Regions from separate parts of the Ovis aries genome. Here region 1 is linked to region 2. Evidence: chromatin contacts called from public Hi-C data. All regions are on one chromosome and are shown on one strand. The core of a region is the stretch at or near the end of the contact, and the rest is flanking DNA. Distances in the headings are between cores, read along the strand shown. Region 1 has its middle 120 kb from the start of KLF6. Region 2 overlaps KLF6 (KLF transcription factor 6).

What was found. Hi-C and Micro-C count contacts between places; a contact is called where the count stands out from the background.
Region 1: a contact with region 2 is called in a Hi-C map of blood, with 4 times the contacts expected there. The contact joins two enhancer-like sites. A contact is called at or near these places in 3 of 16 Hi-C or Micro-C datasets (blood, skin fibroblasts and tail adipose tissue).

Annotation. Positions count from the first base shown.
Region 1 is chr13:44,303,312-44,308,936 of ARS-UI_Ramb_v3.0, reverse strand. No RefSeq gene overlaps it. Among named protein-coding and RNA genes, the nearest start is that of KLF6, 120 kb to the right of the region's middle. Within about 2 kb of position 3,121, at least 2 of the 54 cell types and tissues checked have an H3K27ac peak or open chromatin away from gene starts, as enhancers often do.
Region 2 is chr13:44,190,911-44,196,915 of ARS-UI_Ramb_v3.0, reverse strand. It overlaps KLF6 (KLF transcription factor 6), which reads right to left. Exons shown (of 4, transcript XM_012188639.4): 4 at 5,806-6,005. Among named protein-coding and RNA genes, the nearest start is that of KLF6, 12 kb to the right of the region's middle. Within about 2 kb of position 4,600, at least 27 of the 54 cell types and tissues checked have an H3K27ac peak or open chromatin away from gene starts, as enhancers often do.

The DNA of each region.
Region 1 (5,625 bases), core at 1,872-4,371, 110 kb before region 2:
ATGCTTCCTAAGGTCCACTTGACTTCGCATCCCAGGATGTCTGGCTCTAGGTAAGTGATCACACCATGGTGGTTACATGATTACGGAGGCCAGAAAGGCTTCCTCTGCAAGCTAGAGACCCAGGAAAGCCGGAGGTGAGATTCAGTTTGAGTCTCAAGGCATGAGAACCAGGAGCCCTAGTGTGAGGACAAGAGAAGATGGCCATCTCAGCTCAGCTCATTCCTCAGCCTTCTTGTTCTATTATTTGAGCCCTCAAAGGACTGGTTGATGCCCTCCAGCATTTGTAAGCTGATCTCCTTTACTGATTCTGATGCTAACGTCTTCCAGAATCTTTCTCAAGGCACACTTAGAATGTTTTGCCAGTTATCTGCATATCCCTCGTCCAGTTCAAGTTGATACATATAATTAACCATCACAGGGGCTAACAGAGTATCCATTTCCAAAACAACAAGAATTTCTAAAACTTACTGAGCACAGTAAAACAAACAAAAAGATTAAAATGACTTAATAAAATTTTTTCTTTTCACCTAGAAAATTTATAAGTATTCTTTTTTCTCGTTACTAAGAAAATAAAATCATAAATTTGTTTTGGCTGAATGTGACTGGACGAGTCTTTGACGAGATGTATTTCCATGCATTAGGGAGGTAAGACTACTTTTCAATATTTCATAACTTTTTCAGTATCTTCATATGTGAAAAGGAAGTTCAATCCCAGCACCGGCACATTGGTCATCTCTAAAGCAAGAAGTGAGTTGAGCACAGAGAGACAGAAAATACAAAATTCTTCCAGTGTGACTTCAAAATGGACACTTACATTTTAAGTTACCATAAGCACATCACCTGTTCCCAAAGCCCATAGAAGACAACCTTTTGGAGGAGCTTCCTGAAGCCCGGCCCCAACCAAACTCCTTCTGGCCCTCCACGTGGGCAAGAGATGGCATCACTTGTGAATCAGGCAAAGCAAAGGACCCAGTCAAGATCCAGCGGGCACAATGCTGTGCAGACGGTGGCTGACCAAGACCTGGGGGTCGAGTGGCACGGGCATGAGGACTCCTCTGAGAGGAGAGCAGGGGAGAGCACAGGGTGTGCAGCTGCAGCAGGGCTCCAATGGCAGCAACTGTCAGGGGTCAAGGCGCAGGCCAGCTGGCGGGAAGACACAGCAGAACCTGACTGCTGGTGTCCTGGGGGCAGAGTCAGAACGGGCACCACAGGGGGCACCGTGCACACCACTGCCCCAAATGCCTTCCCTCGTGATGCCCCCTGAGTCCATGATGTGCTCTGAGTCCTCCTGGGCAGACCAGGGCAAGGAGCTGTAAAACCACTTTCTTAACCAAGGCTTCCCTTTGCCTATTGATCTGGCCTATATTTTCTCCAAACTGCTGCTGCTGCTAAGTCGCTTTAGTCATGTCTAACTCTGTGTGACCCCATAGACGGCAGCCCGCCAGGCTCCCCCGTCCTGGGATTCTCCAGGCAAGAACACTGGAGTGGGTTGCCACTTCCTTCTCCAATGCATGAAAGTGAAAAGTGAAAGTGAAGTCGCAAAAAAAAAAAAAAAAAAAAAAGAAAGTGAAGTCACTCATGTCCAAACTAGGAAATACAATTAACGGCTTTGGTTTAACAACTTCTTTCCTTTTACATTTTGTAAACCTGAAAGCTATAAATGAATAAACTGAAATGGTAACAATGTCTACACACGGAAAACTAAATTCACTAAAAAAAAAGATGACATCAGCAAGAAGGTGAGAGCAAGACCTGTCACCATAAAATGCTCTTCAGGTGCTGTCTGGGGCTGCCATGTGACACCAGTCAGCACCTTCCAAGTGTCGCTGTGAGGGACAGCTGCAGAATGAGTTACATTTTCTTCTGAAATATGACTTTACTACTACAGTGGTATTTACAGGGAAGGTGTGCAAAGAGATTGTTACTTTTTGTCTTCGAACTAGAATATATTTCCAATTCTAACTTCAACGTTTCCAAGTGAAGGGCTGTTAAGAATAGCATTTTGTCATAAAATAAACCCTTGACTATAAGAGGAATTCAAAGAAGCAGAATATAATTTTCCTCTACCCATTATTTTTCATCCACAATTTTTGCTTTTCCATCCAGTATTTCTCTCTGCAATGGAAGAAGTGACATTTCCACTGTGGCATAAGGATGCCCCTGTGGAGTCTGGAATCTAATTCTGATAATTTTTAAAATGCCTATTGGTCATTATTTTTCCATTTTGTCTGCCAACCTTACCATGGTAAAATATACGCCATTCTAGAATTCTTTCTCCCATACCTTTGCAACCTGTATTATGTTTGGATCATTTCCCTTTGCTGCTAACATTGCCAAATTCTCAGAGATCATCTACATGTTTCGGCAATGTGAGAAGAGGTTGAAACTGCCATTGTTTTTGCCCTAACTGGCCTGAGTCAGCCGATGGGAATTCTGATTATATGCTCTTAGGCCAAAACGAGAAGCTGGTTTGGAAAACTTCTGGAAATATCAATCCAAGAACATTTCTTTCTTATTTATGTATATCAGTCATTTTATTTCCTACTGAGAATTATTTATATCATTCAGAATTTCCAAGTACAGAAGAACATGACTTTGAAATCCCATGGTTTCTGGAAATCTTTCAGAAAGGAAAAGGAGATGAAATGGATCAGTAATCAAGCAGACTTTGCTCCTCTGCTCCATTCTCCGCTTTTTGAAAAAAGCAGGCATTCTTTCCCTCTTACAAGCCAACCTCTTCCCTCTTACTTGTAGGTTATTTTATATACTATGATTCGTCTTTTTTAAGTTTACACATGATCAGGACACTGGTTGAAAGACTGTGGTCTTAATACACTGGGTATTCAATACAGCAAGGAAAGCCATGAAGAATATACCACATACAAACAGATACATGAGCTTGCATTTATGTGGATGGGGGATGGGAGGGGGTGAGAGAGAGAGAGGTGAAAATATGGCTGAGTTAGGGACTGACTGTCAAAAGCAGAACATGAGTGAAGGTTATCCTTCTCTCCTGTGTTTATCCAACTTTGGATTCTACTTAAATTGAAGAAATAGTCATCAGTTCATCCACTCACTCACTACACAATTTGTGAGCCTCTGGTAATATGAGACATTATTCTGGATTCCAGGGCTGCCACGATGAGTAAGCAGAGCAGTCCAACTCAAGGAGCTTCCATTAGAAGGGAAAAAGAAGGACAACAGACAAATGAAAACTTCAATGTCAGAAGCAGAGCGGTGACATGATAAAAACAGAGAGAAGCAATGACAACGATTCAGCAGACTGCTTTAGACGATGTCATGCGGAAAGGCCCCTCTGAGAGGTGACATGAAACCAAGCCCGGACAAGAGTCAGCCACGTGACTCATTTAAAGGCTCGAACCCAAATACCAAGCATGAAGATCAAGAAACAAGAGTTAGAACTAGACATGAAACAATGGACTGGTTCAAAGTTGGGAAAGGAGCATGTCAAGGCTGTATACTGTCACCCTGTTTATTGAACTTACATGCAGAGTACATCATGTGAAATGCCAGGGTGGATGAATCACAAACTGGAATGAAGATTGCCAGGAGAAATACCAACAACCTCAGATACCATTCTAATGGCAGAAAGTGAAGAGGAACTAAAGAGTCTCTTAATGAAGGTGAAAGAGGAGAGTGAAAAAGCTGGCTCAAAACTCAACATTCCAAATAATTAAGATCACTGCATCTGGTCCCATCACTTCATGGCAAACAGATGGGGGAAAAAATGGAAACAATGATAGATTTTCTTTACTTGGGCTCCAAAATCACTGTGGATGATGACAGCAGCCATGACATTTGAAGACACTTGCTCTTTGAAAAGAAAGCTACAACAGACCTAGACAATGCATTAAAAAGCAAAGATATCACTTTGCCAACAAAGGCCCATATAGTCAATGCTGGGGTTTCTCCAGTAGTCATGTTCGGATATGAGTGTTGGACCATTAGGAAGGCTGAGTGCTAGAGAATTGATGCTTTCAAACTGTGGTGCTGGAGAAGATTCTTGAGAATCCCTTGGACAGCAAGATGATCAAACCAGTTAATCCCAAAGGAGATCAACCCTGAATATTCATTGGAAGGACTGATGCTGAAGCTCCAATACTTTGGCCACCTGATGTGAAGAGCTGACTCACTGGGAAAGACTCTGATGCTGGCAAAGATAGAAGGCAAGACGAGAAGGGGGTGACACAGAATGAGATGGTTGGATGGCATCACCAACTCCGTGGACATGAGTCTGAGCAAGCTCCAGGTGATAGTGAAGAATGGAAGCCTGGCATGCTGCAGTCCATGGGATCGCAAAGAGTCAGACACAACTTAGAGACTGAACAACAACAACAATCTAAGAAGGAGCTTAAGCTGTTTTAGCAACACCAAGAAGTCCAGTGTGACCAGGGTGAGAGTGGACACTAAGGGAGCAGGGGTGGTGGGAAAAGAACACAGGTGGGAGAGGGTGGGTGCCCCATCACACAGGACCACTTAGGTACAAATACGCAGAAGCCACTGGTAGGATATGAGAAGAAGATGGTACTGTCTGATTACAATTTTTTTGTAGCTCACCTCGGTGGCTGTGTGGAGAAAGGTATGCAGGAAGAATAAAGAATAAATAAAGAAGACCCCGTAAGAAAAAATGTGAGGGGGTTCAGGAAGAGATGATGCTGTACCTGAAGGAAAGATGGAAGGAAGGGGGATTTGAGAGAGGTTCTGGAAGCATGCTGTTTCCAGTGTTTTAGCTTCAGCAACTGTGTTTACTGATGTGTGTTCTGAGATGGGGAAGACGGGGTGACAAGATAACATTCTGGTAAGTTTAAGATGCTGATAAACATCTAAGTGGATCTGCCAAATAGGCAACTGAATAAAAGTGTGTAGAGAAGGTTATGACTGGAGTCAGAAAGTTGAGAGTCACAGGTTAGGAGACACCAGAAGGTCTTGGAGATTTGGTCCTATCAAAAATGCCCTGGAGCACACCCGTCCCTGACAAATGGCCTTTGATATTTGGTCCTGGCAAACATGTCCACACTTGGCACATCTCCCTGGGTTCAAATAGCCCACAACTGTTTTTATACATAAAAATATTATCCTGTTTCACTGTCCAATAATTTCACTGTGGCTATATTGCCAGTAAAAATCTTTCTGGTATCTATCTGGTAGAAGCACATGGGGTTAGGTAGATGGATTGGGATCAGATCTTTCAGAAGGGTTTATAACAGCTGCATGTACTGAGAAGAGGTCTACAGCCAGAGAAATGCACAAAGGACAGGTTGAGGATGTGACCTCACAGTGCATGATACATTAATATATCCCTGGGCATGTAGCTGGATGTGGCTGGGTGGTTCCATAACAGCAGAGTTCCAGCCGCTACAGCAGATAGGCCACTAACCTGGTATAAATATTCACAAAGTGTCTTGCAGGCGTGAGAACTGGTGTGGCTTCCTAAGACATACTAGACGGATGTAACAGCTTCCATGAGGGGAACACCAGGCCTCTAATTAACTAATTAACCCATTTTCCATTTGAGGGGGCAGAGGCCAGACAGATGGGAGTTGCTGCCAAAGAAACAACACCCTTCCCTCCTGTGCCTGGCAAAGTTGCTCAAGAGCTAAGGAT
Region 2 (6,005 bases), core at 3,351-5,850:
CACCCAGAGGGGCAGCCTGCATCCCGTCATCCCAGTGCTTGCTTCTCGAAGGAAATGGCCATGAGATGATTTTACACACAGACTGCAGTGACACCAAAACAAACAAAACCTCTGCAGATATACGGCATTTTATTTACACTAAGGAGATGTCGAATGCATGTCGATGGGGGTTAGCATGTAAGAAAATGGGTGGTGAAAATTAAAAAAGAAGCAAACAAACACTGGTTAACTCAAAAAAAGACAAAATAAAGAAAATAACCAACAAGTGTATCTGAAGGTAAGTGCAGAAATTTTAATTGGAGAGAATGTATGCCAAATTCAAGTTCTTCTAGCATCTAGGCTGCTGCCTGCTCGTGGATGAGATATTCCAGACACAGAATCCATTTAATCAGGAAGAAAGTAACAAGTCAAATAATGCACTAATTCCAGAGAACCGTGAGGAGACTGTGGTTCAGTGGCCAGCCAGGCACAGCCCACCTGACTCAGAAGAATCAGACCTGTCTCAGGGCTTTTCTGGTGGTTCAGAAGGTAAAGAATCTACCTGCAATTCAAAAGACCTGAGTTCAGTCTCTGGATCGGGAAGATCACCTAGGGAAGGGAATGGTTACCCACTTCAGTATTCTTGCCTGGAGAACCCCATGGATGGAGTAGCCTGGTGGGCTACAGTCCATGATGTCACAAAGAGTCAGACATGGCTGAGTGACTCATACACTCTCAGGATTTACAGCTGCTTCTAAAAATGGCAGTCAGAACCAAGACCTCTGGGTTCTGTGTCATTCGTCAAAAGCAATGTAAGTTCAGCTCACTGAGCCTGTTGGTCAGTTCAGTGGTCAGAGTGCTCACAGCTTTGAGCAGGAAAGTGCATCTCTCTCAAAGACTTGCAGAGCTCCCTTCCTGTAAGATTGCAGTGCAGCAAGCATTTCACGAAGAAGCTGCTTTATTGATCATAAAATGCAACATAAACATGGGCTTGCCCTTCACTGAATTCACTGCAAAATTATGTTGTGGAAATTAAATGTGGCTGACTTTTTCCTAATGCTGTGTGTTAAATTCCACTGCTAGACAAATTCGACAGGAAGACAAAAATTATTTTCCTAATTGAGAGATAAATATCCACCATGGGATATGATCATGACTACTATTGATCCCTATATCCCTTGTCTCTAATCTTTCAATGATCTGAAAAGGGTCTCACTATTCTCATTTCAGAGATGGGGGAAAACAAAGCTGAAAGGGTTTCTAGTAACCATCTCCAAGCCAGGGATCAGTGATTCATTTCGAGAGCGGCAGGTGAGAGCGGTCATCGCTGCCTCCTAGGAACACAATAGGGTAATACCTGCCCAGTCTCTGCAAAATACAATTAATAGGATTCCCTTAAAAACACACAATTCTTAGCATAGGCTACTGTTAAGGATTTCCAAGGAAAGTCACCATAAAGAAAGGTGAACGACGTTCCCTGAACGACTTTCCCCATCCTCGTCCTGTCTCTTCATTTCCAGGTGCCATTTGGACTACTTGCTGGAATTCTCACCTCCTTAAAAGGCAAGCTCCTTGTTACCTACGGGAAGTGCCCAGTGGGTGGGTCATGACTGATTAATGATGAACCAGAAGCTGCCAGTAAGCCTTCCTCTCTCAAACGCCATAAACATTTCTGGCCAAAATGGGACTGAACCTGCTCCCTTTGTCCCCTCCTCCTGAGTCACGTCAAATGCGCCCTGCAGCAGGGGCTGGAGAAACCCAGGAGGTGGGTGGTGATCCCCTGGGCCATCCTCACGGGCTACTCTTCACCAAGCAGAGGCCCATCCTGGCTTTACTGGGGCTCATTCAGGTGGCAGGGGCAGCCTCACCCACGCCGGACTCTCAGAGGTCTCAGCTCCTGTCACCCCCTCTCCATCATCTGATGTAGCTGGACGACAGACAGACATTCCAAACCGTATCATCACAGTTCAGTCCTTAGGAAACATTGAGATTCTCTTCCATTTTCTTCAACTAAAAATTTTCTCTATCTGAATGTTGCCCAAAGGCAAGTTTACCACAAAGAGTTAAAGTTTTACAGTTAAAACACTCACACATGTATACATATATGTCTCTTGGGAAGTCACACAGCTTTTGAACTTTCAAGTAAATGACCTATTTTGGGGAGGATGGTAAACTGAGTGAACATAGAGGTGACAGTTGATGAAGATTTTGTCAAATTCCTGCTGAAAGGGAAGACAGGGCACAGCTTACTTACTGCCACTTCACCTACCCCCACAGGGTCACCACTCTGCCATCTCCACGGCCATGCAGTCGGCAAACGACACCCAGGCAGGGCCGCCTTTTTTTACGGTGAGTTAATTGATAAAGCCCATGCTTGTCATCACCTATCTTGTGCATCTGGAAGCAAGTCTTGCACAACCACAATGAAATGTGGTAACATGAAGCTTAAGAAATCAAGGGAAACAGAGCTAGGCTCAATCCATACATGCAAGTCACCAGCATGGGTGCTTGGAAAGCAAGCAATTACAGAGCTTCCAAGATGTGATTTCTGCATCATGGTGAACACGATCCACTGTCAGCAGCTAAGCCTTGTAAAAAGTTACTAATTGTTTGTTCACGTCACCTTCGGATGGGAGCTACGAATTTAAGTAAGAGTTCTAGATCATATGACATCTTTTTTTTTTTTAGTGCAATTATGTAAAGGGAAGTCAGCACAAGGTTTAGCAACATGAATGTGCAGGAACTCACAGTGACAAAGGGCATTCTAGTTAAATCTGACTTTTATTGAAAATTCTGTGCTTACTGCTCAATCCAGCATGGCTCCTATGAGGACATGCAGTACCCAGACTCCATCTCGTCTTTGTCTCTTACCATTCATAGACATTTAGAGAATTCTCATTAAAATTACTTAGAGTGAAACAGAGAGACCATGTTATAAAATAAATCTGGTTAAATACACTTTGCTGTATTGCCTCATTTATGTGATGCATGGACCTAATTTTCTTCTCTTTGTGTCTTAACTATGTACATTAGGTGATGCTTGCCAATTAATGTAGGATATCACATCCCCGACTGCTTTCTCGAGCTTCTTAAACATTAAAAATAAATACGTGCCATCTGTCTCATTTCTTGAAAGCAATTCAAAATGGTTACTTTTGTTTGCTTAGGATTACAGCACAGTTTATAGCTTCAGTGTTTCTGAATTATAAGAAAGTTCTGTCTCCCTTTCTTAAACGTAACTTCATTTTAAGGTAAATCCATCAGGATGAGTGGAAGGCTCTGGTGAGACAGAAACTAGTGCCAGAGGGTGATTAAACCTTTGGTCTTTGGCATTTGAGAGACGTGGCCTGGATGCCAGGCCTGATGCGTCCTACTGAGCCACCTAGAAAAAGCAGCTTCATCTAGTGGTGCCTCAGTAGTCCTCACCTGTGAAATGGGGATAAAGTCTGCCATGTGAAGTACACTGGGAAATATATATGAAGTCACACACAGACACACATATATAACATATTCCCTCCCCAGTTCGTAGTTAAGACATAACAAATGGTAGATACTATCGCTTTCATCATCACCCAGTTTGACGAGGGGAATATTTCAAGTTGGGAAGGAAAGTTGTTAAAAAAAAAAAAGCCTAGCTTACCACAAGCCACAACTACTGAAGCCTGTGTATCTGAGAGTCTGTGCTCTGTAACAAGAGAAGCCGCCGTAGTGAGGAACTGTGGCACCACAACTAGAAAAAAGCCTTTGCGGTGGTGAAGACCCAGCACAGCCAAAGATAAAAAAATAAAATAATACATAGATGCAATTTTTTAAAACTTAGAGAAAAAAAATAGCTCATGGTGGCATAAGGTTAAAAACTAAGAAGGAAGTTACATAGGAAAGCTACGTTCTTTCTCCACAGCAATTAAAATATAAAAGTAAACAACCTGACTCCATCACCTCCCCCGCCCTCTGGGCACACAGGTCAGCTGGGAACCTGTGCCATGGGATTGGTGAGCTGGGAGAACTTAGAGGCTTTGGGCCTGCCGTGGCTACAATGGCTGTTTTCAAAGAGTTGTTTTTTGTTTTTGTTTTGAATTTTAAAAAATGGTATGTATTATGGCACCAAATGTCTAAATAACTTAACTGTAATTAAAGGGGCAAAGGGATATTTGAGAACGTTCCCCTTTCCATTCTAAGTCAGAGCAATTTTCTCAACAATACCGTCTACTGTGGCGTGAGAGAACTTTCTAGATCTGAGCGGAGCATTCCGAGGAGGGTGGACGTGTAATTTGAAGTCCACCCTATACTCACAGACCACAGAATTGCAGTGCTCTACAAAACGCTAGATACATGTGACTAAGCCCAAAATATTTCAGCAATAAGAAAGCTGAGGTCCAGTGTGGCTCAGCAAATTGTCCAAAAGCACACAGAACAGATCTTTTCTTTTAGCTAGGTTTCAACACTTTTGTTAAGCAGAGTGAAAATTTTTGTCCTTCTATAAATATCCTTGGTTTACAGCTGATTCCTTGCATGGCAGTTCTCCTAGCAGCCTTATTTGAACATAACTGGGCTGTTCGGCATAGTCCTCGCATGACAAAGTGGTCAAGTCTCGCTAGTAGTCGAGAATGCATTATCAAGCCTTTATTTAGCGCTACAGTCGGGGCAATCCAACTATTAGTCATCCTGACATGTGCTTTGAACACAACACACCCAAGAGTCCTGGCAAAAACTGCATCTGCTTCCTTCACCCTCCCACACCACACTCCTTTCGAATGGCTGATATTTTTACCGCAGTTCTAGAAAGAAAATTACTTAACATTCCTAATCTGGGGACGCACTTCAGCTTCTCCTCCCCAATTATCAAATTAAGAGGCAGCTTGTGTAAACCCTGCTCACGAGGCCAAATGTAGAACCGCTACAGACGCAGGGGGCCCTTCCTGCAACAACTAGAGAACTTCCCTAAACTAAGAACGAGCTTAAGCTCAATCTCTCGGAAATTTCCAGCATCCCACTGCCCCCTCTAGCAGGCACACACCAGTTCCACCCTGTCCCCACTAAGGAGCTTAACATGATCTGAACACAAACTCGTTTGCCACTCATCACACAGCAGGATTATGATCTCATGCTGGGAAATGTTTCTAGAAAACCAAAAGCTACCCTATTTTCAAAAAAAAAAAAATTTGCGTTGAATGAATCCCATCTGCCTAAAGGGAAAACAACAACAACAAAAAAATTGGTCTATCAGGTAAATAATCTTTCACCTCCTGCCCTATTTTGCTGGTCTGACCAGAGAAGGTGATGGTAGGGCAGGAGAGGTAAGGGAGGGTGTCCTGAAGGCCAGAGGGATGGCTCTGGGGCCTGCTGTCCCCACTGTGTCCTTTCCACCCTCTTGGGTGACAACCCAGCCAGGTGTTCAGGCCAGGTTGGGGGTGGCCCCCATCTCTGGAACAGGTGCCGAGGAGCATCTGACCTTGAACAGGTCCCCAGGAACATCGGAAGTGAACAGGAGGTGCTTGTTCCACGTTCCTCGTTCCTCGGAAGCCTCTGCAGTTTATTCCCAGGCTGGAGTGACAAGTGAAAGCACAGCCAGAGTTTCCTCCTGAGCCCCAAAGCCTGGTGGCCAGGCCCTGGAGAACCCAGTGCGCATCAGGGGACCAACCCCAGGCTCCTATTTCCACCTTTGCTGCCAGGACGGTGAGTGGGAGGGAGACAGGCAAGTGGCTGCTGGGGTTGCATAAGGAAGATTTCCCAAGGAGGAGCCCCGTGATTAATCTGGCAGGAATTTGTTTCAACACTCCCTCCCTCCACACCACCCCGCCACACACAAAACAGCCAGACTCAAGATGCTGATAAGAATTCTTTTATGTTATTCCAATAAAAAATACATTCATACAGAAATATAACAATCTTGCAAAAAACAATTTCAAATAAAATCTTGTAAAACAAAATTTTACAAAAATCTTACAAAGATTTTTTTTCAGATAACAGGGTGCTTCAAAATAAAAAGAAAGAAATTTCACTAATAGAAATTTTTTTTTAATGTC